Regions from separate parts of the Zea mays genome. Here all the other regions are linked to region 1. The links are chromatin contacts, called in public Hi-C maps. All regions are on one chromosome and are shown on one strand. Each heading gives the region's core, a stretch centred on a gene start, on an enhancer-like site or on the middle of the called end of the contact. The rest is flanking DNA. Distances are from core to core; before and after follow the strand shown.

Region 1 (2,700 bases), core at 72-2,571:
TCAACGACATGTATGTGAAAACAACGTACGTACCATGACCGAGAGCGGCGCAGCGTACATGCCGGTGCCGAAGAAGACGGAGACGATGCCGACGAGCATGGACCTGCGCTCGTGCGTGTGCGCCAGGGTGAGCACCAGCGCGGCCAAGGCGACGACGAAGGCGACCTCGGCGGCGAACAGGAGCACGACCCTGCGGCGCACCGCCCCCGCGGAGCAGAGGATGAAGAGCGCCACGTAGGTCAGCTGGATGAGCATGCCGGTGCCGTTGATGGTCACCACCAGCATGCTGTGCGGGTGCACCAGCGGCAGCCCGTACAGCACCCACATCATGCAGTTCAGCAGCGTCGCCACGTACGGGATCGGCGAGTACTGCTCCACCGCACGCTTCTTCCAGATGCCCACGAAGGTGGGCCTGCGGGGCGCATTTGTACGCATATATGAGCTACTAGTATGCATGTATGTATCCATAAGCAGAGCACAGTACGTAGTGTTTGTTTGTTTGTTTGCGCGAAAAGTCAACTGTCAAGTTCGTGACATCAGTTTTTCTTCTTGGTTTGATGCTCTGCTTTTTTTAAATTTATCCATTGATTTCTTTATAAGGAGAAAGCTGGATTGCGTAGTACTAGTTTTTATTATTTTTTTATTATTTTGATTTGTAGATAAAAAATAACAAGCAGAAGCAGAATCGATAAATTCTTACACCGGGGAGAGGAAGAGCACAAGGGCGGTGCCATTGCCTGCAGCAACACCAACGCAATTAAGTTAATGATGTACATATAAGCTAGCTTACTCCATTTTACAAAAAAAAAAATATGACACCGTTGATTTTTTTCGAAACATTGATAACTCGTCTTATTTAAAATATTAATTCAAAAATGTAAAATTTTAAGTTAAGAACAAATTACCTTAAATAATAAAATAAATAAAAAATATGATAACTCATTATTTTTTAAACAAGAGGAATAGTTAAAAAAATTTAAAAAATCAACGGTGATAGTAAAACAGCAAACTGAGGAGGAGAACGTGGAACAAAAAAAAAAGACATGTAAAACAGCAGGCGCCACCGCGCGTGATCGGCCGGAGGATATGCTCGTCATGCATGCGTACGGCGTATGCTGTTCGTCAAAGTTGACAACAATAATGAAATGGACGACCAGGGGACTCACCGATGACGCCGATAGCCGTACGGATGGTATCCGCCGAGACCATGGTCGGGGAGGGCGCGAGCTTCTCTTGGATCCGACGAAGAGTCTGTGCCCGGCGCCTTTGGTCGGTCGTGGACAGCAGGAGAGAGAGCGAGAGCGAGAGCGATGTACGAGAAATGTATCGGGCGGGAGGAAGAAAACAGGGCGCCCAAGGGCCCCCTTAAATAGAGGGAGGACGCAGCACACAAGACCCTTTCTTTCTACAGCGCCGCCTCTCTCTGTCGAGTCGCTGCACACAACACATGACACCACCAGGTCCGTCCGCGTCCACCACAAGTCCACAGCCACAGGCATTTCTTTCTGACTCTGTAGCTGTGGCGTCTCCTCCTCTGTAACTGACCTCTCTATATATCGCTAACGTGCTGGACCCAGCCCAGGGACGAAATGTGGACCGCTCGCTAGCTACCTTTTGATCTCGCTTTTCCTCTTCTCTCGGTTCCCACCCCCCTTTTTTTGTTTATTTATTCCTTCTACTCTATTATATATCTGTTTAATTACTTCTCTGATCATGTTGTCTCGGCGAAGCTTCGCCGCGTATGTGTGTCGTGTAAATCTGGTGGATGATACGGCTACGTATAATCGATCTTTGCTGCACTCGAGTAGGATAGGATGTCGGGCTATCTTCTTCATCAGATCACTCATTTCTATTTTTTATATTTTAAACTCTATCATTACCGAAAACTGTTGTTTTGTCGAGTGTCTGAAGCAATCCGTAAAACCTGAAAAACATTCAACGAAGACTTTGCTAAATATAACACTCGCAAAAAAAATGTTGTACCAGCAACGATTTTTTTACTGAGTACTTTTTATCCATCATACTCGGTAAAAAAAACTAAAAAATAATCAGAAAAGAACCAGATTCGGATAGTGTGTCTACAGCCTGCATTGAGATGGCTAGTCCCACGACGTTGATTGGATGGGGCCAAAAAGGCGAAGGGATTGCTACGTACAGCAGTTACACATCATCATTACTCTCCAACCTCTTAACTCTTAAGCAATAGTATACGTACGTAGTAGCTGCAACGTACCCATGGTTTACGTATGCGTGGACCAGCTTCCATAGTTGACTTTTTGGCCTATCGTTTCTGCTATCTTTTTGTTTCGTTTTCTTTTTTTTTTGGGTCCTTCGGTATATAGCTGTCTGCAGAGACCCAACAGACGCGTCCACGGTTCAAAACTATTTTATTCAGATCATATCTACATTGGATAATAATAATAATAATAAATCTTCGGTCACCACGCCTCTAATTTATTTATAGCATATAATCGGCTATTCCATCTCTCCATCTACAAATAAAAGTCTTACGACAGTCACAGTAACAAAGACAAGGGTAATGTGGTGTCCCATAAAAATGGTAGGCATCAATTAGATGGTGGAGTGGGAAGGGGCGGATTAGGGCAATAATAATTAAGTATATTTTATGGAAAGTTACAGTGCTGGGTGGAGGGAGCATGACTAGTATCACCTTGAACTTGAAGAATATTGAAAATAATA
Region 2 (2,872 bases), core at 218-2,717, 560 kb after region 1:
TGTGCCTCACTACTTGGCATAATAGACGTGGAATATATGGCAATTCCATTATAACGTATTTTATTGCATAAGACTATATATGATAGAGGTATATACATATTACCATAGAGCTATATATGTGCCTCGCTACTTGGCATAATAGACGTGGAATATATGGCAATTCCATTATATCGTATTTTATTGCATAAGACTATATATGATAGAGGTATATACATATTACCATAGAGCTAAAGTGTGCCAACTAATAATCTTTTTAATTAATTAGCACTTGACTCTTCAGAGCCAAAGGCAGAAAAACAACCGATCTTTTTCCCCCCCAAAAAAAACGTTCCATGGAAATATTATTATGTTCAAAAATAAATTTCTTCCAAATGATCCGAAGCATATATGCATACAAGTACAGGGATGCAACCAATGTGTTAGAAAGTAATGCCTAATTACCAATGAGTTTAACATATACACCTTACACGTGCTAGTCGAAATAATAACAAATAACCCTGACCGGACAGGCAAGACCTAACTACATCTTTCGATGGAAAAAATATTATTCGCATTAGTCCCGACCATTCTACCGCCTGCGGCAATCTGCCATATATATGCACTTGAAGTACCGGCCTTACTGCCGTACTAGATTAATATAATAAATCCGTGAGCTGGAAATAACAGGACCTCATCGTCATCTATCAACAACAATACACCCAGCAGTCCGACCCAACACCACAACTGACTGCCGGATCATGCATGTGAGAGATACTTGATCGATCTGCCGGCCGGTCATTGCTTGGGTTGGGATCTTCCTTTCGGCACCCCGATCGACGCAATACGTGCGATATGGACTGTTGCCGGAAAAGCCATGCACGTATATTGTTCCCGCTCTCAAGCTCCACGCGCGCACATACGAAGGGATACTTCTCTTTTCCTTTCCTTTTAAATATAAAATAGTAAGAATTTTAATTAGACACGCCAGATTAATTGTTTGATAGCACGAATGCACCAACGTAGTTATTAATTGTTTGATTGCATGATTACACCAACATAGTTGATTTGACGAACATAGTTGTTTCGCAAGATTGCATCAACATAGTTGATTATCGCTGCAAATTATAAATTGAGATGAATATACAGACAGTCAAATCGGCCAAAAAAAACCAGAAAGAAGATATATTTTTCCTGTGCGTGTGGCCATCCGGCGGCCCAAGTTTGGACTTTGGAGTGGCATCCGTGGGCGGCGGCGCGGCGGCAAGCAACTGTTCACGCGACCGAGGCGCCATTGATTGATGGATGCAGGCACTAAGGAAAGCAAGAGAACCCTACCTACAGCACGACAGCGAACAAGGACCCTGCAAACACATGGCATGCATGGGCATGGCACGCATGGAATCTCGCACGGTATGATGCACAGAGCGAGCGATTTGTTGGTACGTCCATCAATCAGGCGGACGGACGACAGTGCGATCGACAGGTGGGCGGCTGGATGTGGTCGAAGGCCGCGCACCGGCAGACGAAGCGACGTGTGGAAGAGCCTGAGTTGAGTGCGTGCAGTGGAACCGACGGTTGAAAGGAGATACACGCAGAGATCGGAGTACCATGCATATATAGCAATAGCATCATCATGCGGTCCAAGATTGGCCTGTCATTTAGGTATGCAGGCGTGCGTACTTGCCATATTCCCGGTAGGCAAGGCTGCTTGAACAGCCACTGTAGTTTCGAGAAGCCAACCCCCCGCATCATGTGCCGTGTCGTTTATATCGCACCGCGTGGAAGCTGCGAAGAATCTCACTATCTCAGATGCCGCGTGATTGTTGGAACTGAATACGTACATTAAATTAATTCTATAAGCGATGCGTGTCTGGGCATTCACATAAAAATATCTGGGAATGGAAATTTAATGCAAGAAGAAAAGGATTTTTATGTGGACGATTGAGAGCAATATATGTATTTTTAGTCAAGGATAACATACTTAAAAAGAATCGGAAGGGTAAACCATCATCTTATTTATATATGGTCAAAATAAAGTTATGCTAAACCTCTTATTCAGTCCTAATATATTCTAGAGACGGAACTTATTTGCACTAGCGCAGATAAACTCTAGAGACGGTTCAGAACCTATTTATACTGATATTTTTTAAAACCGTCGGTGCTATAAAACAGTAAAAATAATTATTTTTACAGGTCAATAAATGAGAACCACTGGAAATCGATTTTTCCACATTTAATTAGGGGATGGCTCACCCAGGCAACGTTGTCCGCAAGCCGAGAGCCTAGAAATTTTTCGATCAAAATTCACACTCTACTTGGCTGTGAGAATCGAACCGATGACTTCAGCCTTGCACGTGACTTCGTTTATCAATTCATCCATCACTTACTTCATATATACTAGGTATGTGCCCGTGCGTTGCGACGGCGTATAAATTATTCGATAACTGTTAGTGCATAACGATCACATGAAAATGAACAATATACATATCATCAACCTCAATATCTCACAAATTCACACTAATAACATAAAATGTGTGCGCAACTCAAATAGGGATAATTTGTTTCCTAATATGCCGCCAATATTTACAACTGACAATAGCCACAGCTGAGCACTTGCACACGAGCTCGTACTTGCAACTTGCAAGTCTTGCGGAAACCCTATTGTGGTGACTATGAAATAATTTTTTTTTACAAAAGAAAGCACACCAACTTTAGTTGGTTGTTGTGCTATCGACTTAGTTGGCTATTGTGCTATCTGAAGCTAGGAGTATTGCAATTCAGACTGATTATCCAACCAAAATGAAGGACCTACTATTTTTTCACTAACCAATGCACTCATAACCTTAACCATGGGCAATAGTATTTAACAGAAACAATGATGCCTAAAAATATT
Region 3 (2,700 bases), core at 61-2,560, 760 kb after region 1:
GCTTGTCCTATAATTCTGCATCCCCAAAGTCGAGCCTCTTTAGCACATTGTCGATGAAGGCCCTGTTGTTTATCCTCTAGATTATATAATTCAGCTCAAATAAGTTAATAGACAAACGAACTACATAGATTATTAGGTGGATTATATAATCAAGATACTTAAATTATAATAATCTATAAATAGGTCATTAGATGCTTATATAATCTTATAAGCTGAATTATATAATCATATAAGGAAACAAACAGAACCCAAGTCGTTGGATGGATGGTTTTGCACCTCGAAACACTGTTGCGTGCCGGTTTATCCACAGGTTCAGCAACATAAATGGATGACGGTGTTCCTGTGCTGATATGCGATGTGGGAACGAAGGCAGCTTAATCTCCCAAGGTCTGCTGGTCGTCAGATGTTCGGTTGGGGCACCGCCAAACTCGTGCCAGAACGAGCGGGCGATTGGGCATCTGAAGATTATGTGATAGCTGTCTTCATCAGATTGTTGACACAGATCGCGAGTAGGGCTTATGTCCATGCCTTTTTTTTTTCTAATCAAGTTCCCCTTGTGGTTTTTATCAAGGAATATTTGTTAAATATCAAGGAATACAATGACTTTTACAAAATATGACTAATTTTACACAAAACAACCTCTAAAAGACACCATTACAAGGCTTTGAAGACCCTAGTACTGTCAATCTGCTAGAGGGTGTTATTATGTCCAATGTATGATGATGCTTTTGGTATGTATTCTGTCGTATTTTGTTTGTTGGTTGTACTGCAGATGATAAATACAAACTTGTAATAATGTCCACATGGCTGATGAGATTTTGTACGTGAGGCCGTTCGTGCCTAGTGTTGGTAGCTACGAAGAAAATTGTGCTTCTCCCGAGATGTGTAAACAAGATCGACTGAACCCCGACACGGTGCAAACGCTGTGATGCTGCACCTAACTTACAAGAGTGAAGAAAGAAACAGAGATGAAAAGGAAAAGAGGAACACGAGAGAGTTGGCCGGCTAGGTGTGGCTGGCTCCGATCCATTCTAGTTCCCTGAGTTGGGTGCCCGCTGTTATGTTAGATAGACCCACCGAGAGGAACAGTGTGTACACCGAAAAAAGGAGACGCTTGAGAGGGAGAGCTGATTACACAGCAGGATAGCGAGAGGGAGTCAGATAGAGATAGAGCTGGAGGCGAGGGCGGGCCCCGATACCCGCGGCCGGCCGTGGCCAGAGCGTTGGAGGGGAACCACCAGCCACCTCTATTCTATTTAAGCAGCCCCCCTGCTTCACTCGCTCATCACTCACCAAGAACCAGAGAGGAGCTTCATCAGCTCATTCAATTCTCGTTCCATCCCTCGTCTCTTGTGTCCCGCCTCCGTTCCATAATTCACCAGCGTCGTCCTACCCATATCTCCCATCGTCTTCTCCCTCGCGCCATCAGCTTCCCCAAGCCAGCGGCGACCATGATCTCCCCGGACACCATCCGCACGGCCATCGGCGTCATCGGTGAGTAATCGTCAATACCTGCGCGGACTGTACCGTACCGTACCGTACCTCTGCATAGAACGCGCATATACGCACAGAGCATGCTGCAACATGTATGCAGCAGAGAAGGCCAGCCTGGAGCCTGCTGGTTGCTTGCTGCCTCCCTTTGGTAGATGGCACTAGCAGGTCATGTGGGTTGCCGGGCTGTTTTCATGCTCCAGCCTTCCTGCCTGCACGCGCTCACTTCCTCCTTTATTAGTTTCTATCCACCTCTTTTTTTCCTTTTGCCAAGCTTTGCACATGCATGTCTAGAATTCCAGATGTCCTCGTCACAAGCTCTTTTTCATATCCTTGTCAATGAAGCCTTAACCTATTAATTCCCCGGGTTTCCTGGAGATCTAAACATTTTTGTTTCTCATACTAGCTTGGTCATGTTTTTTTTCACTACAGTATGATTCAATTGCAGAGTTCGTTCTTGCGTCAAGCTGGTTATTAAATATTCACCTCTCTGTTAATTTTTTGTTTTTGTCTACTATTTGTTGCAGGCAATGGAACTGCACTCGTGCTCTTCCTCTCCCCAGTGTAAGAATCAATTCATTCATTTTGTCTCTCAGTACAGTAAGAAACAAAAAAAAAAATAAGTTTTAAAAAACATGCAACAATATAATCATAGTACTAGCTAGTACGTGCGCATACATACATACAATTCGACAATTCGTACGACGTATGCATGGCATGTATGAATGCATATATAACACTCACATATATATACATGTGACGTACAGGCCTACGTTCATCCGCATCTGGAAGAAAGGGTCGGTGGAGCAGTACTCGCCGATCCCGTACGTGGCGACGCTGCTGAACTGCATGATGTGGGTGCTGTACGGGCTGCCGGCGGTGCACCCGCACAGCATGCTGGTGATCACCATCAACGGCACCGGCATGGCGATCCAGCTGACCTACGTGGCGCTCTTCCTCCTCTACTCGGTGGGGGCTGCGCGGCGCAAGGTGGTCCTGCTGCTGGCCGCCGAGGTGGGCTTCGTCGGCGCCGTCGCCGCGCTGGTGCTCAGCCTGGCGCACACGCACGAGCGCAGGTCCATGGTGGTCGGCATCCTCTGCGTCCTCTTCGGCACCGGCATGTACGCCGCCCCGCTCTCCGTCATGGTACGTACGCGTACGTACGTATATATATATATACGAACGACTCTCGCCCTCCTGTCGGCCGGC

What was found. Hi-C and Micro-C count contacts between places; a contact is called where the count stands out from the background.
Region 2: a Hi-C map of tassel shows a contact between it and region 1, with 5 times the contacts expected there. The contact joins the enhancer-like site here to the promoter of LOC100273706 in region 1. A contact is called at or near these places in 2 of 25 Hi-C or Micro-C datasets (ear and tassel).
Region 3: a Hi-C map of leaf shows a contact between it and region 1, with 2.8 times the contacts expected there. The contact joins the promoter of LOC100382256 here to the promoter of LOC100273706 in region 1. A contact is called at or near these places in 4 of 25 Hi-C or Micro-C datasets (bundle sheath, ear, leaf and 1 more).

Annotation. Positions count from the first base shown.
Region 1 is chr5:130,300,094-130,302,793 of Zm-B73-REFERENCE-NAM-5.0, reverse strand. LOC100273706 reads right to left here and starts at 1,321. Exons shown (of 5, transcript NM_001148118.2): 1 at 1,167-1,321; 2 at 701-737; 3 at 34-412. The coding sequence starts at 1,209.
Region 2 is chr5:129,735,691-129,738,562 of Zm-B73-REFERENCE-NAM-5.0, reverse strand. No RefSeq gene overlaps it. Among protein-coding and RNA genes, the nearest start is that of LOC111589321, 34 kb to the left of the region's middle. Within about 2 kb of position 1,467, at least 13 of the 20 cell types and tissues checked have an H3K27ac peak or open chromatin away from gene starts, as enhancers often do. A contact at or near this core is called in ear and tassel, where this site is marked.
Region 3 is chr5:129,543,115-129,545,814 of Zm-B73-REFERENCE-NAM-5.0, reverse strand. LOC100382256 (sugars will eventually be exported transporter4a) reads left to right here and starts at 1,310. Exons shown (of 5, transcript NM_001175008.1): 1 at 1,310-1,494; 2 at 2,019-2,055; 3 at 2,259-2,637. The coding sequence starts at 1,452.